Linked DNA regions of Mus musculus: all the other regions are linked to region 1. Evidence: chromatin contacts called from public Hi-C, HiChIP or PLAC-seq and promoter capture Hi-C data. All regions are on one chromosome and are shown on one strand. Each heading gives the region's core, a stretch centred on a gene start, on an enhancer-like site or on the middle of the called end of the contact. The rest is flanking DNA. Distances are from core to core; before and after follow the strand shown. Region 1 holds the start of Sntb1 (syntrophin, basic 1). Region 2 overlaps Sntb1 (syntrophin, basic 1). Region 3 overlaps Sntb1 (syntrophin, basic 1). Region 4 overlaps Sntb1 (syntrophin, basic 1).

Evidence for each region. Promoter capture Hi-C pulls out the DNA fragments that hold promoters and counts their contacts. A called contact is a pair of places that touch in the nucleus more often than the background predicts. HiChIP or PLAC-seq counts read pairs in DNA pulled down with a chosen protein or histone mark.
Region 2: an H3K4me3 HiChIP or PLAC-seq map of embryonic stem cells shows a contact between it and region 1, with 6 times the contacts expected there. The contact joins the enhancer-like site here to the promoter of Sntb1 in region 1. A contact is called at or near these places in 7 of 39 promoter capture datasets (the C10 cell line, the HPC-7 cell line, cranial neural crest and 2 more), 2 of 484 Hi-C or Micro-C datasets (CD4 T cells and muscle stem cells), 5 of 115 datasets of contacts at active chromatin or transcription factors (all in embryonic stem cells) and 3 of 9 other capture datasets (adipose tissue, embryonic stem cells and liver).
Region 3: a contact with region 1 is called in a Hi-C map of muscle stem cells, with 2.0 times the contacts expected there. The contact joins the enhancer-like site here to the promoter of Sntb1 in region 1. A contact is called at or near these places in 6 of 39 promoter capture datasets (the C10 cell line, the HPC-7 cell line, liver and 2 more), 2 of 484 Hi-C or Micro-C datasets (liver and muscle stem cells), 1 of 115 datasets of contacts at active chromatin or transcription factors (stem cell-derived neural progenitor cells) and 2 of 9 other capture datasets (adipose tissue and liver).
Region 4: a contact with region 1 is called in a promoter capture Hi-C map of the C10 cell line. The contact joins the enhancer-like site here to the promoter of Sntb1 in region 1. A contact is called at or near these places in 6 of 39 promoter capture datasets (the C10 cell line, the HPC-7 cell line, liver and 2 more), 2 of 484 Hi-C or Micro-C datasets (epidermal suprabasal cells and liver) and 3 of 9 other capture datasets (adipose tissue, liver and pancreatic islet).

What each region holds. Positions count from the first base shown.
Region 1 is chr15:55,902,698-55,910,062 of GRCm38.p6, forward strand. Sntb1 (syntrophin, basic 1) reads right to left here and starts at 4,252. Exons shown (of 7, transcript NM_016667.3): 1 at 3,327-4,252. The coding sequence starts at 3,894.
Region 2 is chr15:55,650,840-55,658,204 of GRCm38.p6, forward strand. All of the region lies in intron 4 of Sntb1 (syntrophin, basic 1), which reads right to left. Among named protein-coding and RNA genes, the nearest start is that of Mtbp, 97 kb to the left of the region's middle. Within about 2 kb of position 4,467, at least 7 of the 459 cell types and tissues checked have an H3K27ac peak or open chromatin away from gene starts, as enhancers often do. A contact at or near this core is called in embryonic stem cells, where this site is marked.
Region 3 is chr15:55,743,374-55,750,738 of GRCm38.p6, forward strand. Sntb1 (syntrophin, basic 1) reads right to left here. Exons shown (of 7, transcript NM_016667.3): 3 at 5,815-6,022. Among named protein-coding and RNA genes, the nearest start is that of Sntb1, 160 kb to the right of the region's middle. Within about 2 kb of position 4,283, at least 4 of the 459 cell types and tissues checked have an H3K27ac peak or open chromatin away from gene starts, as enhancers often do. A contact at or near this core is called in muscle stem cells, where this site is marked.
Region 4 is chr15:55,761,639-55,769,003 of GRCm38.p6, forward strand. The region is part of intron 2 of Sntb1 (syntrophin, basic 1); the gene reads right to left. Among named protein-coding and RNA genes, the nearest start is that of Sntb1, 140 kb to the right of the region's middle. Within about 2 kb of position 2,758, at least 12 of the 459 cell types and tissues checked have an H3K27ac peak or open chromatin away from gene starts, as enhancers often do. A contact at or near this core is called in adipose tissue, where this site is marked.

The DNA.
Region 1 (7,365 bases), core at 3,002-5,501:
TGTCTTCCAGCGCTGGTGTTTTGATGCAGATAGACGGATAGACAGATGGATAGATAGTAGATAGATAGGTAGATAACTAGATAGATTATAAATAATAGATTATGGATGACAGATAGATATAGATGGGTAGATAGATGGTGATATCAGAAATTGAGAGTCAAAATAATTCCTTTTTCCAAGAAATTCTAATTAAGAAATAACAACTTCAATAAGTAGAGCAGATTACCCACTTTAAACAGGGCATTTCTTGTCAATTTTATTGAAGCTGAGTACCTGCATCCTTATATTCTTAGTGCGCAGTTGTACAAGGTCACCCTATGACGTAAAGAGGTGACCTTTTCCTTATTTGTACTTTGCAGAAGACACTGACATTGTGCTAGGTTATGAGAATGTAAAATGGTGTGGAGGTGGCTCTAACAAGTCTCCTCACTGGGAATCTTTGCTTTATGCTAAATGACAAAAGGGAGGGTTATGATGTTTGAGCTGATGGTATGTGACCACTCCCACATCAGTGAGGACCACAGAGGACAATAAACACTTGGTTTCAAATAAGAGACACTGAGTTTGGTGCCTGAGAATGAATTTTGGTGGTAGAATATTTGCCTAGAATGTGCAAATCATTAGGCAACATCTCTAGCTAGGTGAGGGTGTAAAGGTGAGAAGATGTGGTGAGAAGGCAGGATACTGTTTGAAGTCATACCTTCCTTCATAGCATCACTAACTAGCAGACAATAATTGAAAAGTTGGGCTAGGGATGCCCAGGTCTCCTCCAGATGTCCTTACTGCAAAGCATGATGCAGTGTTCTTTAGAATGTCTCTAGAGAGCTTTTTACAGAACTCATTTTCTGGTCACTCTTTAAGAAGTACATGACCCTTTCTCTCTCTCTCTCTCTCTCACACACACACACACACAAATACACACACATACACACATATATACACACATATATACACACACATACACATACATACATACATACACACACACATATATACATACACACATACACATACATATACATACACACATATACATACATACATGCTCTCTCACACACACACATATATGCATACACATACATACACACATATACACACATACATACATATACATACACACATATACATATATATATACATACACATGTATACATACACACATATACACACATATACTCATACATATACATACATATACATACACACATATACACATACACATATATACACATACATACATATACATATGTATATACACACACACATATATATATACACATACACACATACACACATATACACATACATACATACCATACATATACATATGTATACACACACACACACACACACATATATATATATATATATACATACATACACACACACATATATATATATATACACATACACACATACACACATATACACATACATACATACCATACATATACATATGTATACACACACATATATATATACATACATACACACACACACACACACACACACTCCTTTTTCTAAGATCATTTTCAACTCCAGGTTGTTTCTTAATGTCCTTGGCAAGTTATTATTCATTAAATTCATGAAATATTCAGAGACAGGAAGAAGGGATGTAGTAAAGGACATGCCTGAAGTAAAATATGATTATTTGTCACCCCTTCCATCTGCATTTTCAGTATTGATTACAAACTGAGCAGGCACCCAGAAGTTTATAGTCCAAGCTACACTCTCACAAGATCCCACCTGTCCCTTGTCACCCAAACCAACACATTCTTGATCAAGAATTTTTCTCCTCTTTACTTATGTTAATCATCAAGCCAAACCAAATAGCCTTCTAGGTTCTGGATTCGGGGGCAGTGAATTAAATATGAAGACATCACAAATCTTCTAGACAAATCAAAATAAAATAAAATTAAAAAAAAGAAAAGCCCCTTTGTGTTCCAGGTTAGGAGGCAGACACATATTGCCAGTAGTTTTCATCTGCTGTCACATGCCAAGCAAGTTGGCTTCCCAGAGTCACACATCAGCACGACAGTTGGGTGAACAGGGAACTGATTACATTTTAGTTTAAGGGCTTAAGTCAATCACCACCACGTTATAAAGTCTAGGTTGGAATAGTGTCTCAGTAGCTGAGTTAATTTACTCCCTCAACCTGCATGCATGTCACTGAGGGATACAAGCTCCGGAGAGCCCCCTATCCAAATAAAGGATCTCTGAACAACTCAATCTGTAGTTAGGAAGAAGCTGAGAAAAATCGATGAAATTATCACGCAGTGTGAGTGCCAGCCAAAGTGTGTACTAAGAGTTACAAAGACAGAAAACCAGAGCTGGGGCAAAGGAAACGCTCAGAGTCCCCCACCCCCACCCCCATATTGCCACATCCAAACTGGTACTTCCTAGTCTATACCCATTGGATGATTATAGAGTTGAAGACACCAGATTTTCAGAGAGCGTTTCGAAAGTTCTTCATATTCATGGGCAGGGAAATCTGTTTACAAATGCAGAGTGGATTTCACACTTCTCCAGGAGACACCAGCAGAAAAAAGAAAACACTTCACCAGCTCTCCACCCAGGGGAACCTGGAATCCGGACTGACCGGCTGAACACCCTGCAGTGGAAGTGAACTTGTGCCTACATTGGCAACATCTTTCCCAGCCTTTGGCACTACTCAAAGCTGCACAGCCTCATGGACTCTCTCTGGTGCTGGAGGGAAGGGAAGCAGGAACGGGTGGCTGAGTTTTAGCATTCAAATACTGCCACCTCTCTCTGGCTTTTATTTTTATTTATTTATTTATTTGTTTATTTATTTATTTATTTATTTATTACCTCTCAGGTCTTCACAGCTGGATTGCCTAGGCTGTGAAAATTTTTGCCAAAGTAGAAAAGTACTAGAGCTGCCTAGAGTCAGTGGCCCTGCTTTACAATGTGGGCAGATGCAAATTCCGTCCACTCTCCATTTCCCGGTCCATTTCCCAGACTCCAAATTACATTTGGATTGTCCGCAGATAAAAATATGAAACCACGTGTACCGATAAGTATGAAACTTCCGACACCAGTGCACTAAAGCACTTCATCCAAGCCAGGAAAACCCAGGCACTCCAGTGTTTTAGTACAGCGCCCTGGGTCAGGGCCAAAGTGAAGATGAGTTTGCCCCCAGGTAGTAAAAGTTGTCAAAAAAGAAAGTCGTGCCACTGCTTTTGCAAAACACAGGCACTGTGGGGTTCTAGGGCTTTGGGGCAAGTGGCTGGTGAGTGTGAGTGTGCTGACGCGCAGAAGAGTAAGTGGAACTGCGGGATAAGGCCGGCGCAGGGTTAACCCCTTACCTTCCAGCAGCACTTCCTTGCCTGCGCGCTTCAATGCCTGCACTGCCTCGTCGTGGGTGGCGTCCCGCAGGTCTGCTCCGTTCACCGACAGGATGGCATCGCCCACATACAGGGCTTGGGTCTGATCCGCTGCCAGCCCCTTGAAGATCTTGCTGATGAGTATGGGCATCTTGTTTTCCTTGCCCCCTTTGATGCTAATGCCCAGCCCGCCCAGCTCCTGCTTCAGCACCTTCACGCCCCTCTTCTGGTTTGAGATGGACTCAGGTACCTGCTCCGGGAGGTCGGTGAAGGCGGTGCGGACCCCGGCGGGAGAGTCCGGGGCTTGAGCGACACCGGGGACCGGGTGCCCGGTCCCGGAGCCCCTGCAGAACGAACCATTGGTGGCAGCCCCTATGCCGTTGTACGCCGCAGCGCCCTCCTCGCAGCTCAACACCAGGGCGTCCTCGCTCAAGTTCACCAGAACTTTATGCCAGCGATCCCGCACCAAAACTTCCAGCAGTCCGCTCCGCTGCGCCCGGGCGCCTCCACCGCCAGCCGGCGCAGCCACAGCCGCTGCCGCTACCGCCATCTTTCCAGCATTCTTAAAATGCCATGTGATTGCAAACGGGGGAAAAGTAGAGAAGGGGTGAGGATGGGAGGACTCAGGGTAACCGAGGCACGGAAGAAGCAGATGCCTGGCAGCGCGCGCTCAGACCCCGGACTCCACTCCCCGTGTTCGCGGCTGCGCCGGGCGCCAGTTGCAGCGGCGGAGCTTGTTCCCCCTCGCCTGATCCTGGGCGGGGTGGAGCAACCTAAAAGAAGACGGAGAGCCCTCGACAGGGGAGGAGGGAAAAAAGCCAGCTGCCAGTTGCAAAACCCCAAACCGAGAGGAGCCTAGGAGCTGCGGAGCGGCCAAGTGCTGTAGAGAATCGGTAGGAGGAGGCAAGGGCGGGGACCCGGAGCCCCAGCCGCTCACCTGTTCGCCACTGCAGCGTCACACTCCCACGTCGCGCTGGCTCAGACCCGGGTGCCTCAGTTCTCAGCCGCACCTTGCCGCAGCTCCCCCAAACCTACCGGGTCACAAACCACTACCCCAACCCCGCCGCCACCCCCTTTTCTTCTCAACCCTCTATTTTCGACGGGTTTCCACACTCACCTTTAGTAGGTGCGCTCACTCTATCCTCTTGAGTCAACTCCCCTCTCTCCTCCCGCAGGTGTTTGAAGATCCAAGTCTTCCTCAAACCAGACCTTCGCTGCCTCAACTCAGTCTCCCTCCACCCCCATCCCAGGACTCTGGGAAGGAAACTACAGAGAGAGAGAGAGAGAGAGAGAGAGAGAGAGAGAGAGAGAGAGAGAGGAGGGAGAGGGAGAGGGAGAGGGAGAGGGAGAGGGAGAGAGAGAGAGAGAGAGAGAGAGAGAGAGAGAGAGAGAGAGAGAGATCCTAGGCTGTGCCAGAAGTCAGGGGAAAACTGTCACAAGAACATAGAATGAAGCCTCATCAAGCCACGTACTCCTATCCTCTAAGTCAATGCAAGGCATCTTTTGGGGGAGTTTGAAGACAAGAGGGCTTTCTTTCAGTACCTACCCTGAATTTCAACGGGGCACTGTCTGCCTCATCTTCAGGACACAGTGTCTAACTCAGTGTCTGCTCTTTGCATTGCTCCATACTTCCCCCAACCCCATCCCCGTGCCAGCCCAAACGCTTCTCAGGGCTCCCTCCTTTGTTCTTAGATTCCATATAGGAAATGTCTTCTTTAAAAGCTAAGAATAGGTTTGTTCTCCAAGTTCCCTGAAAACTGCTTGTTTGGCTCTTAAGCTGCTCTGTCCCAAGGTGATGGCATTGTAACTCTTGGTTCCGTTCCTAGGCCAATCAGGAAATGCCACCTTAACTGTAACCCAAGCCATGGCTGAACATCCCAGAGTTCTGCTAAGCAGGTCCCACACAGTTCACTTAAACTGTGTTAAGACTTACTGGTCTTCCTGCTGTGCCCTCTCCTTTCTCCAGATGACAAAATAAAAAGCAGAATCTGTTAATTCTGGAAGGTGAAGCTCCTGATAAGATGCCAGTAGGAAGAGGGTCTTCTGTAACATGCATGTCATCACCCCACTGTGATGGGTATTTGCAGCAAACAGCTCTAGTTCTTTCCAGACTTACTTAATCAAGGATACTTAAAAACTCTCAGGAATCCCCGTGAAGTCCCTGACAGGGATTACAGAACTCAATGAAAATACTTGAGACTTTCTTGAGAAACTGAAGTCACTACAGCTCACACAGGGTGTGCCACTGTCCTGCTCCTGTAAGTTTTAACTTTCTATACTTCAAAAAAAAAAAAATCTTCATTTTTTTTTTCATGTAAACCTGCCCACAACAGGGACAGGAGCCCAGGAAGTTCTTCAGTCCTTCCTGTTGGACTGGGTTAGCCAGGGAACTAACACAGCTGGCACCACTGTTGGAAAGAAACCTGAGAGAGAGAGAGAGAGAGACAGAGAGAGAGAGAGACAGAGAGACACAGAGAGAGACAGAGAGAGAGAGAGACAGAGAAAAACAGAGAGAAACAGAGACAGAGACAGATGGAGAGAGACAGAGAGCAACAGAGAGAGAGAGAGACATACACAGAAACAGACACACACAGAGACAGAGACACACAGAGACAGAGACACACATACACACACAAACACACACAGAGACACAGAAACACACACAGAAACAGACAGAGACACAGTCACACACAGAAACACAGAGAGACAGAGACACACATACACACACACACAGGAGAGAGAGAGGGAGAGAGAGAGAGAGAGAGAGAGAGAGAGAGAGTCGGGAGGGGGGAGCTGGCCTTTGGTTTAGAGGCTGAGGTTTCAGGCCCTTCATCACTAAGTGTTTGCTTTTGAAATATAAATCACTAGCGTTGGCATTGCTACCAGGATGCCAATGTGAAGATGAAAAAATCAAAGCTAACCTGTCCCTGGACCAGAAACCCCCAGCCAGCATCCTAATGCTTTGCCTCTGTGGCTCTGCAGTAGATGCATGCCAGACACACCCACAAAGTAATTGATCTATTAGGCATTAGAAATGGCAGGCTCTGGGATGGGCTTTTCCACGAATCTCTGTGCTAAGCACATTTTCTTCTGTGTATGCACACCTCTATGGAAAGAAAATAGATTCCTGGTTGAAAGTTACATCAGAATGAAAGGAGACCAAAGTTGACTATCAGGAGGCCAGAGGCATGCATGTGGTGTTGCTAGTTGGATTGTAATTACAGTCCCTGCCCTAAGTACTCTCCACATGTTAACCCAATCCTCTAGGCAATACTTGAGGGCCAATTCTGTAATGGCCACTCCCATTTACTGTTGAAGAAGTGGAGGCTCAGGTTTAATACCTGGCACATGTAATTAGTAAATAGCAGCACGAACTTGAAACTTAACCATTGTCTTACCTCTGTTAAAAATACAGCTTAGCAACCATAGCCCCAGTGCTCATCTGAACGCAGAGTCCTTTCTAGGGACAAATCTCTGGTGAAGGCCCAGCCCTTCATTAGAAGATAGAAACATTTCCTTCTGACCTTTCTTTCTTCAAAAGCTTAGAGAACACACTGCCCTCCTCCATTTGATATATTTTAACTTTGTCTTGGTGATACTTAAAATGGCCAGCCATTTGGGCTCTCCCTAGCTGAGAAGCCCTGCATCATCCCTCAGAAAGTACCACATCTCTGACTTCTTATCAGCACCGATTCTCAAAGGTAAGCCTTGTCCACCTTGATGTGTTTCCAGTGAGAAGGCTCAAGTGGGATCTCACAATACTCACAGTTGGGAAAGAAAATCCTCTGGCTCCCATGGCCTCTGTGTTAGCTTTCTGTCACTGTACCAGACACCCGAGATGATCAACTTATAAAAAGAAAAGACTTATTTTGGCTCTTGGCCCTGAGGTGACACTTTATGGCTTTGGCCCTGTTGCTTTGAGCATCTGGAGAAGCTGGACACTTGAAGTAAAACTGTTCTCCTGCACAGTGAACAAAGGGCAGAAAGAAGGGCCTGGGGCTCACTGTCCTCTTGGAGGACT
Region 2 (7,365 bases), core at 3,217-5,716, 250 kb before region 1:
CATGTGGTAGCTCTGAGGATGAAGGGATGCAACTGCTAATAGAATGTCAGAAGTATGAGAAAGCCATGGACCAGGCTAGCCCCTGCCATGTGCCTGTGTCGGAGAAGTAATGATGAAAGGAAGCCTCAGAGTTGGGGACACTGGCATTCCTATTTGTCTCATCATGCAATTCTCATTGAGCAAAAAGGAAAAAGGGAAATTTCATTTTTCAACACATGAAGTGTGAATTATGTAATCATACTAAAGGCTCTTCCATGCAAGGGACAGCATACATGCAGATGATGTGGATTTTTAAAAAATATGTAGATACTGGAACAGTGCCATCTTAAAACATTTAGATAAAAACAAATAGCTATTTCTGGTACTTAGTGTGTCTACTAGTTGCAAAAGGACACTTTCCCCAGATTGAATCCACTTGGAATACAAGTACCTACTGTGTACATGTGTGCAAATCTTCTGGGTGGAGTATTGCCTATACCATTAAGATTATTTTTATAAATATTCTGTGTCAATATGGGGAAAGGCATTTTTGTAAAGTTCTTAATATAACACTAGCTTAATATAACATGAAAAGAAAGTGTAGAAACAGGTCCATTAAAATGCCAACCAATTTTACAGGTGATTTATTTATCTCTGAAAACATATTTATCTTTTTAAAATTAGATTTTTCCCCCCAAGACTTATACACTAAACAATTTTTTAAAGCCTTGAGACCAAAATGAACCCAACTCTTCAATTCTTAGAATTAGGACTTTGCACTGAAAATGTAGAAATTCAGACTTAGCATGTTTTCAGTGTTCCTTGTTTATTAGTAGTAGTAATTCAGAGATGGAATACAGAATTCCTCATCTGTGTCCTCTGCATTTATTTGTGCCTGGGTTTATTCTCTCCTGTCCATGTGTGTGAATAACACAGTAGGAGCAGGTTATGGTTACTGTCTACACAAGGTAACACTATGCCTATGGCTCCATTAGTACCTAACATTCAATCAGCTGGGCCCTAGCAAAGACACGGCAAGTACCTGAGCCCTGCAGATTGAACTAATACTAGTCTTGGATTCAGGCATTTTCTGAGGGACCACAGAGGAACTTCCTGCTCTGTTCATGTACCTTCTCCCATCTTTCCAACTGAACACCAAACAAAAACTGCCAATTTATCCATTCCACCAATCAATAAAGATTTCATTAATCACCAGGTAACATATATAATCAATATTTATACATAGTGAAAAAGTTATAGGCAGAACGCTCTCCTCAAACACTGAAGCCTAATCCCCAACATGACTATACTTGGGCATAACTTCAAGAAGGATGTTAACTGTGGTGGTAGGGTGGGGATTTAACCCAATAGCAGCATAGTGTCTTTAGACATCTTTCTATGCACAGACGCTGAGTTTCATGAAGGAACAGATGTAGGCAGCCATCTGCAAACTAGGGAGACAGCTTGCACAAGCACACAACAGATTGATCTTGAACATCGTAGCTTTCAATGGAGACAGAAAGGAATTCTTAACCCACCCAGTCTACACTATTTTGTTATAATGCCTGCCTTACACACAGTCCACTCAAGTCTCAAAGCAATTAGGACAAACCTGGATCCAGCCCTGATGTGCAAGTTTGAGAGGAGAGGTTTTACTCATCCTGATCCACAGTCTCTTTTTTTTTTTCAGGCCCAGCCTCTGTAACATCTCAGGAAACACATTTCTCCAATAGATGAATAGCAGAGAGTGTGGGCTAGGGTGGTGTGAGTGGGAAAGAATCACTCTGTCTCCTTGGGGCAGGCTGTTCAGTGTCTCACGACTCATCCAAACTAAACACACCCTGAAGCAGAACTTCAGAATTTGTGTAGAGAAGAGCTATGGGCTCTGAACAATTTCATGGTCTGAGGAGCACCAGGATCTCCAAATGGAGAGACATTTACACGGAATCAAATGATGTTCAGAGAATTTCAAGATGAGGAAAGGTCTTTTAACCAATGAAGGCCTCTTGCTCTTTAGATGTCTGTGGAATGGACAGATAAAGGAAGCAACAACTTTGCATCTTTGGCCAACAACACAGTATGACCTGAAATCACTACATGATTGGAATTAAGAAAGTGGCAGCTCTGTGCTTCTTACACTGATCAGATCACAGCAGAACTATAGCAGCCTGACACACCTGAGTCTATGATTTCATTAACGTCCTCTCTGGATGTTGGTTGATCTAGAAGGAGGCATTCTGAGGATACATGGTTTCCCCTGGTAATTTAGATGAGGTAATGCTTCCAGCAAGGTTGGTGTTGCTTAGAAGACGCTCACTTGGTAAGTACTGTTGCTTAGGTATCAAAACTGACAACTGCTGGGCCAACATGTTTCAGGAGACAAAATTGTCTCATCTCTCTCTGTCTCTGTCTCTGTCTCTGTCTCTGTCTCTGTCTCTGTCTGTCTGCCTGCCTGCCTGCCTCTCTCTCTCTCTCTCTCTCTCTCTCTCTCTCTCTCTCTTTCTCTGTGTGTGTGTGATTACTTGTCTGTGTATGTTTGTGTGTGTTTTGTGGGTACACATCCAAAAGCCAGAGAATGACACAGTTTCTTCCCCTGTTAGTCTCTACTGTACTCTATCAATTAAGGGTCTCTTGGCATCTGGAGCTCATGTTTTCTGTGAGACGAGCTGCCTAACAAGCTCCCAACAGTATCTTGTCTCTGTCCATCATAGTGATGGGACCATAGGTGTGTAAGAGGCCACACACATGAAGGCTGAGGATCCAAACTGAGGTCCTCATGCAAGCACAGCCGTTGCTTTTCCCCACCGAGCCATCTCCTCAGCCCACAAAGTTGTGTTGATAATGGAGCTCACAGCTAGTGAGTAGAGTACCTCTCTTGCTGCAAGGCCCCTCCTCTGGTCCCTTGGGTATTGTTACCAAGTCATAGTTCTATTCTTTCATGATCACCATGCCTCAGACTCATTCACCAGGGCAGGAGCCTGCTCTGATGCCTCATTGATCCAATAATCTCAATACTCTTCCGGACACATGGCAGATGTAGGTTGGCTACCTGTATAGATGCACAGTTTCTAAATGTTTTTAAAATTCAAGTTTAATTTTGCAATGGAAACCGTGCATGTACACAATTGATCTACTTTAAAATGTTTTCAAAAGTTGGGCCCAACAGTTTCTCAATGGGCTCCTTATTTGTAGACCACCCTTAGGAGCATATTGCCATAGCTAGATGTGCCCAGTAAATGACAGCAGACATTAAGTCACCATTTGGAGGCTGAAAAGGCAGCTCTGACATCTCTCCGCCTGAGTTCTTTCTTACTCTGCCAGGAGCAGCGCTTTATACTCCTCCCAAGATTCCTCCCAAAGATACTTTTTCCTGTTCTGCAGTCTCAGGGGTACCCAGAAATAGCTACTATTTATCTTTCAATTATTTTACATTTTAGGTTATTTGTGTATCCTTAAAAAATATGACCATCTGTTTCTTATCTGTAACAGGAACTAAACTATAGCAACCAAGGAAATGCTTCATCCTAAAAAGGTAACTCTTCGACCCAGCAAGAAAAACACACTGGCATCCTGAGACAGGCTCTCAGCTGCCATTCAGACACAGTTTCCAAGATTCCTCTGAAACTGAGCAACTTTTGTTCCTTGGTTGGAAAATGCAGATGTGTATTCCCCTGGTTGGAGGCCGAACTGCAACCTCCTGCAGTATTTTATATCTTTATTAGTTAGAATATGAATATATAACCAACCAACCAACAATAATACAAACTGAATAGGACAATATAACACTGTGGGGGGAGGAGCAAGAGACTGAAGCCTTATGCAGGAAGAAACTTAGCTGAGAGAGTTGGTCCCATGGATTTCCCCAGATCCACTACTTACTCCCTGGCTAATTTCTTAAACTCTGCTTAGTTCAGTTCCTTCAACTCCAAAGCAAGGACAATAATCTTCTTAACTTATGTGAGGATTCAATAGCATGAAATATGAATGTTGTATGTAGCCTTGGTTAGCACAGTACATATTCTAGTGGCCATCTGTACTGGCTAGTTGTATGACAACTTGACCCAAGCTAGACTTCTCTGAAGGAGGAGACATTAATTTAAAAAATGTCTCCATAAGATCCAGCTATGGGGCATTTTCTTAATTAGTGACTGGCTGATGGGGGAGGGCCCAGCCCATTACGGGTGGTGTCATTCCTGGATTGGTGGTCCTGGGCTCTATAAAAAAGCAAGCTGAGCAAGCCATGAGGAGCAGGCCAGTAAGTAGCAGCCCTCCATGGTCTCTATCAGCTCCTCCTCCAGGATCCTGCCCTATTTGGGTTCCTGTCCTGACTTTCTTCCATGATGAACAGTGTTGTGGAAGTCTAAGTGAAGTAAACCCGTTCCTCCCTGAGTGTCTTTGGTGTTTGGTGTTTCATCACAGCAACAGTAATCCTAGGTAGGGCGCCATCATTATCATTATAATGTAAGCTAGAGGAGGGTAGGGCTGTTTGTGTGGCCACTCCCTGCTGTATTCTTAGTGCCCAGAACAGTTCCAGGCAAGAGTAGACCTCAGTGAATATTTACTAACTCCATGGCTAAAGAAGAATCAGATAAGTAGCCACCCACATAAGAAGTTGTAGCTAATGGCAGCAGCTATACACTAACTCCCCTGCCCTCTGGCCCTCAACCACTCAAAGCAGAAACAGCAAATCACAATCTAAAGTACTCGGCTTTCTACGCACTGAATAGGGAGTGTGGACTTAAAGGTAATGAGAATGAATTCGTTCCCAAGGATGCCTGACAGCCACTCCTGTTTTTTCCCTTTAAGACTATCTTTAGCAACTAGTGTTTTTAGTAGTAACTTGCTGGCTTAGGGAATTGAAATTATCATTTTGTTTGGCATAGGGGGGTAGAACTTAACTTTTTTTTTTTTCCAAAAATGTGAAAGTCATTAAGATTTTCCATTCATTGATATGGTTTCCCTGCACAGAAATATATAGAAAATGGGTCCCCATGAGATATTTAAAATGATATTTTAAAGTTGTCATATACCCCGGGACTGGGGCAGTTCATCAGTCATCGGTATTAAAAACAGTTGCTGAGCAAGCAGAGTGGCCTGAGCTGGAGCCCCAGGGTCCACCTAAAAGTTAAATGTTGTGTTTCATGATCACAGCCCACCACTGGAGAGGTGGAGGCCAGAGAATTCCTGCAGCTTGCTGGTCAGACACTGTAGCTGCGCTCCCGAGATCCAGGCCCAGTAAGAGACACTGCCTCAAAAAAGAAAAGAAAAGAAACAAAAAAAGATCAAGTGTAGCACAATGTAGGAGACAGTGGGATGTGTCATTCACAAACAACTACCCACATATTCATGTGTACTTGCCTGCACACACACACACACACACACACACAGAGAGAGAGAGAGAGAGAGAGAGAGAGAGAGAGAGACTACTTCATATGCCCAAAGTGTAGCTTACATGACAGACCAGCTGTAGGATCAGACCACTTTCAAGTCCAATCTTTTATTAATTTAATATTTAGGGAACCTTGCTTTAGAATACTTGCTCTTACAAGTGCTTCCCCCTCAGCCGGTAAGAGATAATCTAGGCTACAAATTCATTTCTGAGTCCTCAGATATGGCTCCTAGCCTGACTGCTTTTTGAGAAAAACAAATAAACAAGCAAGCAAAAAAACTGTCTCACGAGGGATACTTCTACACTAATTTAATTCCAGATAGGTGTTAGAGACTGTTGCATAAAATGTTCCATGTACAAATATTATTATTAATATCCTTAATTAACGCAACAACAGTTGCAGCACACAGATTCCGCCAAATTAGGAAAATTACATATTAGGTAACTGTGTTGCTAAGCAATATTACATACTCATTTTACTTAATTGCTGTAATTAGCATCTCCCAACAGATGCCACAATGCAAAGCAAGGAGAGAGAGGGAGGGGGACAGAGGAAGGAAAGAGGTTGGAGGGAGGAGGGTGGAGGGAAAATAGAGGAAGGAGCAGGCAAGAAGGAGGAGAGAAGGAAAAGACAGGAAGAAAGAGCCACTTGGATATTCTAAAGTTTCTGTCGACCTCAATACTTTCACTCATTGTTCACCCCAATGGGGCCTAGCAGTCCACAGACATCTCAGAAATATACAATCATTAACAAGGATCGAACAGTTAGGTGTGATCAATGGTCTAGGATCTTCCTTCCCCCCAGCCAGGAATAGCTGATTCGTTGCTAGGTTTTTACTTTTTAAATTCCTTTCTTCTGAATATGGTGTGGAAAGTCACCCAGGACCCCATCTTCCAGTAAGTTTGCAGTACTGAGCCATCCTGACTAGCCACGGAGATGAGTGTAATGGAGGAGAATCAACAAGGTGGCAGTTTGGAGCCCACTTCTGACTATTTCCTGGTATTAGCCAAGTAGAGATGCTTTAGTGTCTTCCATTTTCCTCTCACTTGCCCAGGGCCTATCATGGCCAGCATTCAGAGGCAATACTGAGAGTGAGATGGAGATATTCCACACATGAAGGCTTTCACCAACAGACCTGCTTCTACAATGGTACTTTGGGGTTCACTTAAATAACAAGTCTATGTACAATCAACTAGGTGCTCAGGAACCCATATTTACAGTCTAGAATTTGAACCTTGCTTTATAAGCCCACGGGGACCATAATTTTTCTATTATACTAGAAAAGGGGAGCAAACTCCAGAACATAAGATATAGATGGAGAAGGAAATAAAAAGGAAAAAGGAAAGTGACTTCAGGTCACCCGTGGATTTCTTTATTCATTTTATATTCCTCACCATAGTCAAGCAAGACTTGTAACTTGATGGACAGTCTCATTTATAATCATTCAAACAAAGCCTTAGGAAACTGTCCTCTGACGCTAATTGTCCTTGTACTCTCTAGCACTGTTAGACCTGCACATTTCAGGTCATCCTATGCAACTGCTAGTTATCTCTTAATAGTCTCCTATCCCGTCTCTGTTTTAATGAGTTCAACGTGTGCCACAGTATGCACAGGATGCACTTTCTAAAGAGATCTTTGAGAACATCTCCATGTAAGGCAAGACTAATCAAAATCAGATCTGTTCTCCTGGGGTAAATGAACCATGTATGATCAGCTAAGCAAACAGCTCTTACAGTGCCTGGTTTCTCTCTTTCACATTTTCACTATTAAAAAATTCTGCTACTGCCATCTCTTTCTACAGTGTTGGATTCTGAACACGCATGGCCTCAGAGGACACCACCCATTGGCCACCTTACCTGCAGTATTGTGGCATGTCACCCTCAGAGCTGGCACTATGATACGGGTGATGTTTCCACACGTTCTGCCCTCTACTGACCAATCCCTGACTCTTCTTAGCCTTGGTCTTCATATCTCAGTGATACTAAGACACCAGGTA
Region 3 (7,365 bases), core at 3,033-5,532, 160 kb before region 1:
CTTAGAAGAGGGAACAAAATACCCATGGAAGGAGTTACAGAGGCAAAATATGGAGCAGAGACCATGCCCATCCAGAGACTGCCCCAGCTGGGGATCTATCCCATTGACAACCACCAAACCCAGACACTATTGTGAATGCCCCAACAAGAGCTTGCTGAGAGGAGCCTGATGTAGCTGTCTCCTGAGAGGCTTTGCCAGTGCCTGATAAATACAGAAGCGAATGCTCACAGTCATCCATTGGATGGAGCACAGGATACCCAAAGAAGGAGCTGGAGAAAGGATCCAAAGAGATGAAAGAGTTTGCAGCCCCATAGGAAGAACAACAATATGAACTATCCAGTATCTCCAGAGCTCCCTAGGACTAAACCACCAACTGAAGAAAACACATGGTGGGACCCATGGCTCCAGCTGCATATGTAGCAGAGGATGGCCTAGCTGGTCATCAATGGAAGGAGAGGTCCTTGGTACAGTGAAGGCTGTATGCCCCAGTATAGGGAACTGCCAGGGCCAGGAAGAGGGAGTGGGTGGGTTGGTGAGCAGGGGGAGGCGAGAAGGGATAGGGGGTTTTCAGAGGGGAAACTAGGAAAGGGGATAACATTTGAAATGTAAATAATGAAAATATCTAATAAAAATTAAACTTAAAAAGACTAAATCAAAGAAATATTTTTAATCTAGTGTTGTCCCACTATGTCTTTATTTCTGTGCATGAATTTTGAGTGTGACTTTAGATAAAAATACCTTCCATTTCAGAGTCTGCATTTCCTCTTTGATAAGAACAAGAGGTTGGATTAGATCAGCTTGGAGTTCCTTTATCTCTGTTTTTGCATGTAGACACTTTCTCCTGTTCACCAATCCAGACTGAGATCATTCTGTAACTCTCTATATCTTCCACAAAAGGCTTAAGGGATGACTGAATAGGTAAGAATGTTTGCTGTGCACATATAAGAACCTGAGTGGGCATCCCAGAATGCACATTAAAGGCCAGATGCAGCCACGTGTACCCTAGGAACTCTGAGAGCTATGAGGGCTGGAGACAAGATGATGGCCAGGGCTCACTGGCCACTAGCCTGGCCCCAGGTCAATGAGAGACTCTGTTTTAAGGATGGCAATGATAGAGCAGATCATTTGATGTTCTTCCCTGCCCTCTACAAGCATTCATAGGCATGAGTACCCTTCTGACATGTCTACATATAAAACACACACACGCATGCATGCACGCACTTCTTTAAGTCAATGCTATTCATGCATGGCAGGACCTTCAGAACTGTCTCTGGTGTGCCCTTCTCTCTTTGCCTGCTCTCCCCACCAGCTGAACTATTGTATAACACACTCTTTTCTTCTTATCCTCTCTGGCAGTGCAATGAGCTCTCCAGTTGTTGGAGATCTCATGGTTTTTAAAGAGCCATCTTGTGATTTCCTCAACTGTCTCAAAGAGAGAAGAGTGTTAGTATTCAGTTTTCTTCCTGTGTAGAGTCAAGGAGGTCTTGGGATTTGCATGGAACAGAATTTTACAAAGGAAATTGATGCCGCTTCACATTATGCTCATGTAAGCCTTCCTTGTAAAACTTTGGGATTAAATATGATTTGCATAGTCCTGTCATGGATCTCCTATTATTTATCCCCAAATCAAAGCTTAACAGTATAGGGAAAGACAAAGGACACCAATTTAAGGTAAATTGCAGCTGGATATATATAGGATCACATTTTATATCTTTACAAATACCAAGGAAATTTTGATATTTGTGATAAGAAAGGCACAGTATTAAGGATTTGCCATTCATTGTATTTGGCTAAAAGCCATCCATATGAATCTCCACTAGAATTTTGTATTAAAAATCTATTCAAAAATAAGCCTTGTTTGGATTTGTTCCCTTGGGCTTGATGTATGGTAATTTTTGGGAGAAATTTAGAGTTAAAAGCAATAAAGGACATTCTTGCTTATAATACTTGTCCATGATAAGTCATTATTGCTCTTATAAATACACTGAAGCACACACTCAAGGAGACATCTGCAATAATTATTTGAAATTATATTGTAAGAATAATGGCATTCCCAGAACAGAAGGGGCTTTTTATATGCTCTTATTACTGCTCCATGGGAACACCTAATAATGACCTATGGATGACTGGGATAAGCCAAAGATATAACTCAGTTTTTAAGTAAAAATAATGGATCTGGCATGTATGTGGGTTCTGGACAGCACATACATCTTCCAAGCCTATATTCATAGGCACGTAGGCAAGTGTACCCTCCTGTCACATGGACATATAACACACACATACACATGTGTGCACGTGAATGCGTTCATGCACACATACATACATATCATTAAGTGCTATTCATGCACCCTCGCCTCAAGACCAGTCTAAACAAGCTGGTTCATTGCATGACACACTCTTTTCTTCAACCATCCCTCTCACATCCCTACAATCCTAATCTTTATTTAAAATCATTATTGTTCACATAGTTGAAAAGTATCAGTCCTAGTGATACTGGCTATGTTTCCAGAGGTTCCATTGTGCCTCTTCACATCCTTCTGTGAGTCCTGGGACGCTCACATACATCAGCAAATGTCACCAGTGTTCATCTTTGTCTCTTGCTCCCGGTCAGCCTCATCCATTGTGAACTAAGGACATAATGCCAGTAACCAGGGGTTGGCAGAAGCTGGCTTTCTCTACTAAAGACAATGTTGGGAGTAACCAGCCTTATCTACAGCCAGGATTCTTGATGGTTTCAGTTACTGCTCCTGCCCATGCCCTTTCAGGTCAAAGGATAGCACAGCATATTGTGTCTATGCTCAAGAACCTCTATGTGTTTCCTGCATCTTAGCTACACTGCATCAACTACCTCTGCTTTAAATCCCTTTAGCCATTAATCGGAATTCCTATTTCTCTCTGCTAGGACACCGAAGATTTGTTCCATTTCCTCTCCTAGGACCACCCAAGTTAGGACCTTAACCAAATGAAGACCCATTCCATCCTAATAGGCCCCTATTTTTGTCTGCTGCTCCCATCTCTACTGTATCTATATACACTCTATTATTCTAAGTTTTTCCATTACAAAGAAAAAATGGCCCCTTGAGGTTTAAGCTTAGTTGGTAGAGTGCTTACCTACCATATACAGAACCCTGTATTTGATACCCAGCACCACATAAGCCAGGCATCGTGACCGATGAAGATTAGAAGTTTTGGAGATCCTTAGCTACACAGATTGGGCTACATGGCCTCAAAAAATCAGAGCAATCATGATTATACTCTCTCCAAAGAAAAATCTGTACCTTTCTGGTGACACACATGTGTCCTATCAGCTCTTAGAAGGCTGAGACATTGTATACTTGCTTGGGCTATATAGGAAGACTCTCATACAGACCTCCCCCAATGCTACCCAAAAGAAAACTTCCCTTCTTTATTTTTCAATGGACATGACTTGTTTCATCCTGATCTCAGCACAACTGGAGCTCTAAATATGAGCCATGACAATCAATCCAATTAGATTTAATATTAGGGCCTTTGTTGGAAGGGGTGGAGCACAGAGGATTCAATTTAGAGACAGCCAAGAGTAAGAAAATGAGCATGAAATGTTCAGGTCAAGCAGAGATGAGTTCTTTGAGAATAAATCATCAAAGGAGACAGAAACACAAAGAAGTGGAAAGGTGTGACTAATATCATTAAGTCCATCCCGGGCACACTAGAAGCTCATCCTGGAACATGGCCTACACAAACCCCTGTGGTCAAGCAGAGTTGAACTTCTGTCATTTGAAACTGCAGGCTTGCTCAATAATAGGTCTGCCCCCAAAGAAACACACCAGAGAAAGTAAATGGTGGCCAGTGTTAGCAACTGTGACTTTGCAAATGCCAACTGTGCACGTTTCCTGTACGATTTTCATTAAGAACACCAACTCGAAACATGTACATTTATATCAAGACCACAGAAATCCCTATGTGGAAATAGTCCATCACTACAAATTTCCCTGTGACTCTTCTGTCACAGTCACACAGCTGCCTCCACTTCTGGTCACCTTCTGAGTCAGCAAATCATGACAGGCTTCCTGAGTTTCCAAGGTCTTATGATATTGAAGCTCTTAACAAAAATATAACAAAGGGTTACAACTGCAGAAGCTTAGATTTATGCTATAAATATAATTCATAATGTCATAGCTTAGACATTTTAACAAATCAGGCAATTAAATAAGAATCTCTGATGCAAAGATGGGCTAATGTGGACTGTGTCACTGTTTGGTTCTGTCCTTTAGCTCTCTGACATCTGAGAGATGGGACAACCCCAAACCAAACAACCAACTCTGCACTGAATGTTGTGGCCCAGACCCATGTGTGAACAGGTAGGTGCTGACCAAGAACCATGGTGGGAAACAGCCGAATGGTTTGTTCGGGTGTTATGTCCAAGTGCCAGTTGACTGGGGCCTTCTCAGATGACAGGATTCATTGGCAGGAAAGATGTGATTGCAACATCTCTATTCCTATTTACCATCTATTAGAAGGGGAGTCATGGGGAGGTCAAACTGTCTCAAAACCCAGTGTTCAGAAGCACTAGAAGGTTCAAGGGACAGCAATCAGACGTAAGAACAATGGTGAAGTTTCAATCCTTTAAGCCTTACTATTCTCAACATAGCACATGCTTTGGGAAAGGAAATCTGAGTCTTAATGCTATATACAAAAATTTTCCATGGCAGCTGTCTTCCATGAGACATAGATGTCATCATCATCATCTTCATCATCATCATTATCATCATCATCACCCAACCCCCACTCACATCATCATCATCACCATCATCATCATCATCACGACCACCCCACCCCCACTCACATCATCATCATCACCATCATCATAATGTAAAAGAACTATTTTTTAATTCATCATTTATATAAAGGCCAAACAGTGACACAGTCCACATTAGCCCATCTTTGCCTCAGAGATCCTTATTTAATTGCCTGATTTGTTAAAATGTCTAAGCTATGACATTATGAATTATATTAAACTTCTGCAGTTGTAACCCTTTGTTATATTTTAATCTTGTCCCTATTTTCAAACACATGTATGACTTCTTACATACACATGTAAAAGCGGAAATGAGGATGATCTAGGAAAAGGAAGAGGGCTGGCCTAAGGGAGAAAGAAACAAGGAGTGTAGATATGATATATATATATATATATATATATGCCTTTAGGAAACCCATGATTTTATATGAGAAATATGCTCCAATAACTAATTTTTAAGATGTTTACTATTCCAATGCTGCCATGCACTCATTTTAAATATGAATCTTGCCACTTTTGCCTAAACCTGCATCCCATACAAAATCGATGCTTATTAAGAATGACATTTAAAACCTACTTGTTTAAAAGTACAAGTAAAAGATAAGGTGGTAATGAATCAGCACAAAGTAGTTGCTCAATAAACCTCATTATTAATATCATTGCTGTCATTTGTAAACATATGATTCCTAAAGGATCTAGTTAATTGATGAGCAGGTTCATTAACATCCGAATAAATGCAGTCTGAGCAACCATTTCAACCCCCTTCCTCCTAGATGCTGTACTAGAGAGCACAACAGAAATCAAAGTATTCATTAGTCCCCTCATTTGTCCATTGAGCAGTTAGGGATCATGTGTAATTTGCCACATATTTGAAAGTATGCTAGGAAATGAATGTTGATTAGCCCAAATTCCCCACATATGAGATCTTCTGTGATGGACAAGAAATCTAATTACCCATATGAAGAGAAGCAGCCTATGAAATGAGTGAATTTCAGTGGAGGAACCTATGGGCAATTGACAGGAAGACTTTCTCTTACCTTTTCTGCAAGCCAGCCAAGATGCCTGATCTCACGACTGCCAGCAATGCCTGTTTTCCCCAGCTGCTCCCTGATGTCAGCAACCACACGGGTCAGCAAGTCACCAGCGTTGGAATGAATGGCGCTGAACCAGGCTTGGGCAGTGGCAGAGTCCTTACTTCTCAGAATCACTGTGTGCTTAGCATCTGGCGAGTGAATTTCTAGCTGCCTAGGGAGGCAAACAGAGGAGTTGCAGGATGACCTGGTAGTCTTTGCTTCATCACAGCCAACCTCTCTAAAGCAAACACAATGTTTATTCTGGACATTTACCTTTATGGTTCCACTATTCCATCATTCATGGATTCACTTATTCAATCATCAGTTGCCCAGGCTCTTGTCTGTGCCTTTGGAGCACAGTGTAACAACATCATCACAGCCACCAAATCCCCCAGGTTAAGGATATCTCATTTTCATGTGATGCACCTTATTCTGAGATCATATTAATTCAGTTGCACAGAAGATTTTAGTACTGCTTCCACACCATTCCTGCCGTGGTCTGAAGCAGACCACAGTAACTAGCCACGTTCTTAAACCTGTTTCCCACTGTTAGTCAATTAAGATATTTTTTTTAAAAGATCTAAATTTCATATTCTTTGATTTTCTTTCTCTTTTGAGACAGGGTCTCATGTAGCTCATACTGACCTCCCAAATTCTATGTAACTGAGGGAAGATCTTGAACTGTTAATTCTACCTCCTGTTTTTGCCTTTTCAAGTTCTAGGATTGTAGGTCTGTACCACTACTCTCCAGTTGTCAAGTCTTTACTCTTTAGGAACCTTATTTGTGGCACACTTGAGTATGACTGAGTCACGTACACGTATCTCACAGTTAATACTGAACACCAAAGCTTATGCCAGAGTTGAAGTTGGGCCACTAGAGGTATAGTGATAATGATTTGTTTAGAGTGAGTATCTTAATAGTGGAATGTTTTAGACTGGTTGTGCAGTGGTTTGAATATGAATGGCCCCGATAGACTTTTACATTCACGTGCATAGTCAGTAGGGATGGGAGTTCTTTGGTAGGATTAGAAGGATGGGAAGGGAGTGTGCTCCTGGGCAGCAGAAAGGGCTGTGAAGCTTTGATGTTTCAAAAGCCAGGGAGTAGGTGAGGGACTGCTGCCAGGCGTGACCATGCTGCTCCTTGGCACAATGTGGACCTTGGGACTTTGGATTATGGAAGCAGCTGAACACTTTAAGCAGAGTTTAACAGGCCATACCACTAGGAGCATGGAAGTCAGGGGTTCTGAGAACCATGTAAATTATGATGGTTTTGATATGAAGTTTCAGAGGGAAAGAATATTAATAAGCATCCTAGAGACCATTTTTTTATGGTATTTCTGGCAAAGAATGTCGATACTTTCTGCCATTGTCCAAAGATCTGCCTGAGGCTAAAAAGAAGAGTTTTGGGTTAATGACATTGGTAGAGGAGATTTCAAGACAATCTAGAATTAACTGTGTTGCTTGATTATTAGTGATCAGACTTATGCAGATCTCTATTTAAAAAGAGCAAGCTGG
Region 4 (7,365 bases), core at 1,508-4,007, 140 kb before region 1:
AATGCAGTGTATAAATATCTGGCTTCTGAGAGTTTGTTTTTCCATCCTTTGAATTGGATCTCTATTGGGCTAAGATGGCTGAATTCAGCAAATAATGTAAGTTTCCTAGTTAAATGTGAGCTTCAGTTAAGGGATAATTTCTTACTATATGTCCTAAGACATTTCAAATGATAGAGATAGAAAAGGTACATGAAAACATGAATAGCATGATTAGAGAATAAAGCTGGATCTTAGGATAAATATACCATAGAGGTGTAGGAGGGGCTAATGCCAAGACGCTGCCAGATAACTGGATTAGGTAATAAATGGGGGGGGGGGCGCTATGAGATTAGTGATGGAAAACTGAAAATGACCCAGATTTTGAGAGAAACTTTATGTGTCTGGTTAAATATTTTCTTCTTCAGGAATTTTCTCATCCTAGTGTGATTTAAGTGACGTCAACACACCATCATAGTCCACGCTAGGTGATCCTATCTTTCAGGATAATTTTTGCACACTGATCTGCACCTGTTCTCTAGAGTTTATCAGAATCAACTAGGTGCTATTACTCACTAAGAGCTGACCAGACTGTAAGTTTCAAAAGTTCCCACCTTTTCTCAGTGGTGCTGAGGTAGTTACTTCCTTTGATGGGGTGGCAGTTTTACTGCACAGGACAGACTTGATTAACTGGTACTAGCTGCTAGACACATTGTGAAAAGTGTTGAAGTCCCAGTCTACATAGGCTCTTGGCCTAAAGGTTAGCAAATGATGGATGGAATTTCATTCTAAACTTAACTTGGAAGTGTTCTAAGCATTGATTGATGGTTGCCGTGGATATGGAAGTGCCTCAACGATTTTCAGAAATATTTGGGCTTAGAGCCCTCCAGAAATAAGAGGATTCTGCTTCTTCTGGTTACCCTACCATCAAAGAGGCTCCTGGCTTTTCATCTGATCATGTCTTTTTAAAGCTCATCCTTTTATATGGTTTATTTTCCACATTAGATGGTAAATTCCCGAGGGCATCATCCATATCAGAATTTTCTTATGTCGCTGTGTTGGCTTCCAGATGAAGTCAGTATTGTAGAAGTACTAGGCCAATGGAATAGGTGACTATGCTTACTTCTATAAATGTATCCCATCTGGCTGCTGGTCCTCCTTTTATTCTTAAACAATAGTGACTCTACAGTACACAGTCCTTCAGTTCTAAAGTAAGTTGCCCAGTGTAAGATGCAAATGGTTTATGAGCAAACTAATTCCCACAGATAGCCTCCAGCAGTTCTCAACACCAAAATGGTTACCCAACGTTATGTCATAGACATGATTTTCTTGGGCTAAACGAATCAATGTATGATCTTTGGGGCCTTTATCAGATTAGATGGAGAAACAAAGAGCCTTGCAAGTGTGGGAGGCAGGACAAATAGACCATAGAAAGACATGGGAACTAGGACAACTACTCCCAAACACAGATAATGAAGAGACAACATCAGTGAATACTATCTAGCTCATTTATGGAAGGTTGTTTTTGTAAATGAATGAGATTTATCTGTATGGTTCAATTATCAAGTTGAAACGAAAGCGTTCTTTCATTATAAACTTACCAATTATTTTTCAAGGATCTAGGACCTTCCAGATCTGGCACTAGGCACACGGAGAGAGAACTCAACACAGGAATCATCTCCAACACCACTGACATTCTAACCATCTGGCACAAGAAAACACTTTGTGTTTCTAGAGAATATAAGGATAATTTCTATCTGTCGCAAGAATCTTTTGGTTCACAACAAAACACTACTGTTTAATTAACAACCACATGAAGTTGGTAGATACTACATGTGTTAAGAATAAATATTTTCCCCTTTAAAGATTAATCCCTCCTCAGGTCTTTTGTCACAGTAACTAAAAGCTAGCTAACACATTGTGGAAGGCAGTTTTTTAAAGCCATCAGTATTCATGAATCCTGAAGCAGGGATTTCTAGTAGCTCCTATCCCCAAAGAAAAGATGGTTCCAAGGGGACGTCAAGGAGAAGACTATGAAACAGAAGAAAGTGAAGAAGGCACGCCCATGGAGGGATGCAGGGAAGCTGGAGTGTGGGAATGGAAAACACCACAGGCAAGCTGTGCTAGCAGGAGGGAGATAAATACAGAGGAAAATGCAAAAGCCAAAGCAACCGCAATTTCATGCAGAACAAAAGTGAGGAGGAGGGACCTTCGCAAAGCATCAGTCATAGGTACAAAGCCTAAATTCTGGAGGAAAGACGTGAATCACATGTTACACATGCAGGTAGTAGTTGTATAGACCCAGAAGTCCAGGTTTCTTAACAACCAAGTTGTTCCAAATTTGGGGGTAAAGAAGGGGTGGAAATCCAAAAATGTTCTGAACATAAATTTAAGCTCATGCTTTTTCAGAAGTGAGGTTTTCAGCTTTGGGCCAGTGATTATTTCTGTGTTTGAAACTTTCACTGATGTATGCTGCAGATATTTCACTGTCAACATCTTTGGGACAATGACAGCTTCATAATTATTTCCTCTCTGGACGCCTGTGCTCAAAGACACTTTGACCTCTCTTGTAGATAGCAGTAATCATTTTCATTACCTGGCAGATTTAAACAAGTGCAAACAAATAAATCAGCTACCCACACAAATTGCTGTTTTTCAAATCTGTATCTGAACCATCTAGACAAGTTTTAAATTGTTATGCAATTCTGTGCTGGTTACAAGGAAGGGAGAAAATCAGAATCATGCAAATGTTCATCTCACACTTTTAAAGGGTCACATGACAGGAAATTCAATCTTCTTTATTCTCCGAGTAAATGCCAAGGTGTCAGACAAGTTGTGAAGACAGGTGGTTCTTGTTGGCATATTGTTGGGGTTAGATTTGTTTTCTTTGGCTTTATCAGTTTTTTTTTTTTTTAATGCACGAAAGTTTTAAGAAAAATTACCACAGATGAAGGAAATAAACTCAAAGCTTTCTAATTCCTGATGTGAGGACCATGCAAAGAAGGGAATAAGGATATGTCTTCTATGGTGTTCTGATGCCCACCTCTGGCTTGCAGAACCCCAAAGTGATTGTTCACCCCAGATTAGTCTCAAGTCATTGCTCTTCAAACCTAACATCATGGCTCAGACAATCTACAAAGGGAGTGCTCACCAGCTAGCGTGAACTGCTTATGATGACCACTTAAAATCACTCTGTCCCAGGAAACAAGCTGAACAAAGAAAGTTAGCCTTGAGAGTAAGGCAAATAAATAGCTCTTATCACAAACGAATCACTCACTAAAACACAGTTACTGAGTGCCCACCCGCTGCTCAGCAATCGTCTAGGTGTTAAGGACACAGAGACAAACAACAGTGTTTGTCTTCAATGTACTTACTGTCCAAAGGGCCTGGAGAGGGTTGAGCAGAGGGCAGGCAAGGAACACAAGTGGCCATATGTGACACACTGTCCTTCATGGAGACATTGGTTTGGTCCCCGTGCTGGCTATGTGCTAAGGAATTCAATTTTTCTGCATCTCAGTTTCCCATCTACCAAGAAGGAATGGCAGCCTAACAGGGACAACAACTGCAACAGTGGTGACCTCATAGCTCACTCTAGGTGGAAGAGCAAACATTGGTTAATCCTAAATAAGAACTAGAGGCAGAGGAGAAACATCTCAAAGAATGCAGTGTTCTGAGTGCTAGGCACACATGCGTGAAACTAAAATGGATATGGTAGAATCATGGAGAAGTTCTTAGAAGTGAAAGGAAGAGATAGCAACGAAATTGAAGAAACTCTGGTAATTTAGGAGCTTGTTGATAAAAATATTCGCAAGATAGCAACTTAAGATATTTTATAGACCCTTGTTGGATTTACTAGCCTCCTCAAGAATTCTGGTCTTCAGGAATCTTAGTCTTGAATGTGGGGGTGAGGGTTCTATGCCTTGCACTTCTTTGTAATGGGGGCATCTGTGAAGCTAGTGGTTTTTGTAGATGGCGGCCGAGGATATCTCACCACAGGACATTGACTTTTATCCTGTACTGTCTTTCAAGGTTTTCTTTTTGTTTCTGGTGTGGAGCATAATGACTCCAAGGTACCCTGGTATAATTGGCTTCATGATTCTTGTCAGAAGACTTACAAAATTTGGAGAGTTTTCAGAAAATATTTCAACATATTTTCAAGAGTTGGGAAGGCTTCTTTTCCCTTTATGAGGACTCTCGAGTATACTAAGAAGCTTGAATTTGGAGCACAGCCCCTAGGTTCTCTGAATGTCTGCTTATTTATTTAAAGACAGTCTGATTACATAGCCCAGGTTGGCCTTGAACTTGGGATCTTTCTGACTAAGTCTGCTGAAGTGCTGGGGTTGACCACTTTGGACCATTACCCCTGTCTTTTCTGTTCCTTTCTTTGGATTTATATTTCTGTGGTTCAGTTTGGAAGGTAGTTCTCTGCTCCCTGTCCAATCTTGACCCGTGCTTTTATTTTACACATCATAATTTTGACCTCCAGAAGCTCGATTAGGATCTCATTTCAAACAAAAGAACTTTGTGTGTTTATATCACCATTTGAACAAGGAGATAGTGTTGTCTTAATTGTTTTAATGTCCATATTGGGTAATTCTAACATATCAGTCTTGGGTCACCATTAGCTCATGTTTTTTTCTTCTACATTATGACTCTTCTTACTTCTTTGAATGAGTGGTTATTTTAAAGTAGACACCAGCCTTTGTAAATTATAAATTATTGAGCGTTAGATATTTCTGGATTTCTAAAAATACTCGATGGTGCTCTTTCCCCAGGACACAACTATGTGGGGAGCATTTGATCTTCTCAGCTGTGTTTTCGGACTGCCAGGCAGGACTAGCATTGAACTCTCCTTGGGGTATCATCGTCTCTCCTGAGTGGACCTTTCTATATGCTCTATCTAATGACCCAAAGGTTATTATGCATGCTGAGAAAGGTTTCAGGGATTGAGTACATTCCACTGACACCCCTTGGTGACTGTGTGAGATGTTTTCTTTAACCTTATATAGGTTTCTCACATTTGAGCTGCACACAACACCTTCAAACTTCCAAAATCTTTGTAGAAGTCTGTCTCATTTCTAGTATCTGCCTTGAGAACATGAGCTGTTTGGTCTCCCTATACTCTTAGCTCTGTCTTGATGTCCCGTGGGATTTGGCTGGCTCTACTGAGCTTCCATCTCCAGGGGCCATGGCCTGGCAACTCATTCAAGGCAGGGCAAATATAAGAGTCCCGTTATGTATCTTCCTTTCCTCAGACACTATCATCTGATGGACAAGGTTTTGGCATTGTTCATAGTATACTGGTTTATTTCTGATTTGTTTCATGTAAGAAAGTAACTGTTACTACATCTAAGAGGAGAAATCTCATCTCTCACCTTTTAAGATAAGCCTTTAAAGTACAAGCATGGTAACATTTGTTATTGTGATGGCATGATGATATTCATTGACTAATTAGAATTCATTCACTTCAGGACAGTTTAGAGGTATTTACTGATGTGTATACCTGGCACTGTGTCTAAAAATGTGAACCAGTCCCAAAGGTCTCCATATTCCTTGCATCTGTTTACAAATAACAGATAATTAAAAGGCACCAGTTATAGGTCTTGCATATTATTCATGCTTTTAATATTATCTCACTTCTGGTGCCTGCCAACATGACCACTAATTTTGCATCAAGAACAGCTGGAGAAAATAAGAAACTCAATCCATGTCATTTTACTAATTGTAAATAGTCTTCATAAAGGGCTTGGGGGCAGAAGCTGAAGCTCTAGAGGGAAATACTTTATGCTGATGAGTTGTCGATCTCATAACAACAATACAAACCAGAGAGGAGCAAATAACACTTCAAATGTGTCTACCCCAGGATTTGAGGGAGTGCAGCAGGTTGGGCTGAGAGTAAGAAATTGATGATACCACAGGGGTAGATTTTCCATCATGGTTCCAGCTTTGCAATGGGCCTTATGCAAAGTTTGACGCTGGTTGTTGATGTTTCATGAAGCCTGGCATTCTGCCTGGCTCTAGACAAAGTGGATGCTTTCTAGGGGAGAGATCAGCTTCCCATCTGCACCAGTGGGATGCTTTGTGATCATTTGTTAAAGCTTTATTTCCAAGGCACTGAGTGAATTTAATTAATCCCTACCCCCACCATCCCCTTCTTAGTAAATTTCTCACATACGTGAATTCACTGGGAAATTAGATTTCATCTCTACAAAACAAACAAACAAACAAACAAACAAAAAGGACAACCTACTAAAGCATGAGAGATTAGTGTGATGAAAACCCTATGACCTACTCCCAATGAACATGCCTGTCAAACTGTAATGGGATGAATCACATTAAAATCTGATGCCACAGATGGGGGACTCAGCATTTCCTATAAACCTCCAGGGGCTATGGAGCTGCTGATTTCCCCGAGGCACACCTTTGAGTACCGAGGAGCTATAAAAGGCAAGATGCCCTTCACTGTCTTAGTTTGGTCTGAGTCATTGTTGGAAACAAGGAAGCCTTCTCAACTGGACCCCAGTTTAACCAATTATAAAACTTCCTCTCACCAGCTCCTGAAGCCATAGCATGTTCTGCAAAGTATGGATGAACTTTCCCAGTTGCTGCTCATTAATTCACTTGTCCTACAGGCAGACATTTATTGAAGAGGTATTAAAGTACTGGCTAATTAAATATGTACTCTCTCAAACCCCAGCATGGGGACATCAATTCAGTGACAATCAGACATTAATAATGTGATGTCATGCCTACTATTTGAGCAGTTTAAGCAATAGTTAAGGGAACACAGAGTCCTGAACGTAGCGTTTCTTTTTTTCTTTTTAAAGAGAGGCTTGATTGACTTCATTTTTTCTAGCATAAAACTGAGATGTAGTAATTGTAGCTAGAGACAGAGTCCTTTGCATGGAGACCCTAGTGTGGGTTTTCACAAGTTTGGTTTGTGAATTGCTATCGGAAGAGTTGATGAGTATGGTGTCTTTCTAGAGTTCAGTTTCTGAGCAGCAAGGAGGGTGGGCAAGGGACAGTGTCATCATTCGGGACTTTTGTCCTAACATTAGCAACCAAATCACCAGAGGGCTTATTAGATCCAGGTTACTGGGTCCCACATCCAGAACACCTTGTCCCCCAACAAATTTTCATTCTTTAACAAATTTCTATGATTGTTAGCATTGCTGGCTGCTGGCCTACATGCACAATTTCAGAATCCCTTTAAGGCATTGTTCTGTGCTTGATTGCACAACAATGAAAAACATACAGCGCTGCTCTTTACAGTGGATGATTAGAGGGTCATTCATGATTTGGTAGAGGGAATTCTCTTTCCTTCTCTTCTCTATACAGTTCTACAGAGGTTAGTAGAACTTCAAAAAGGGTTTGAAGATAAGGTACAGT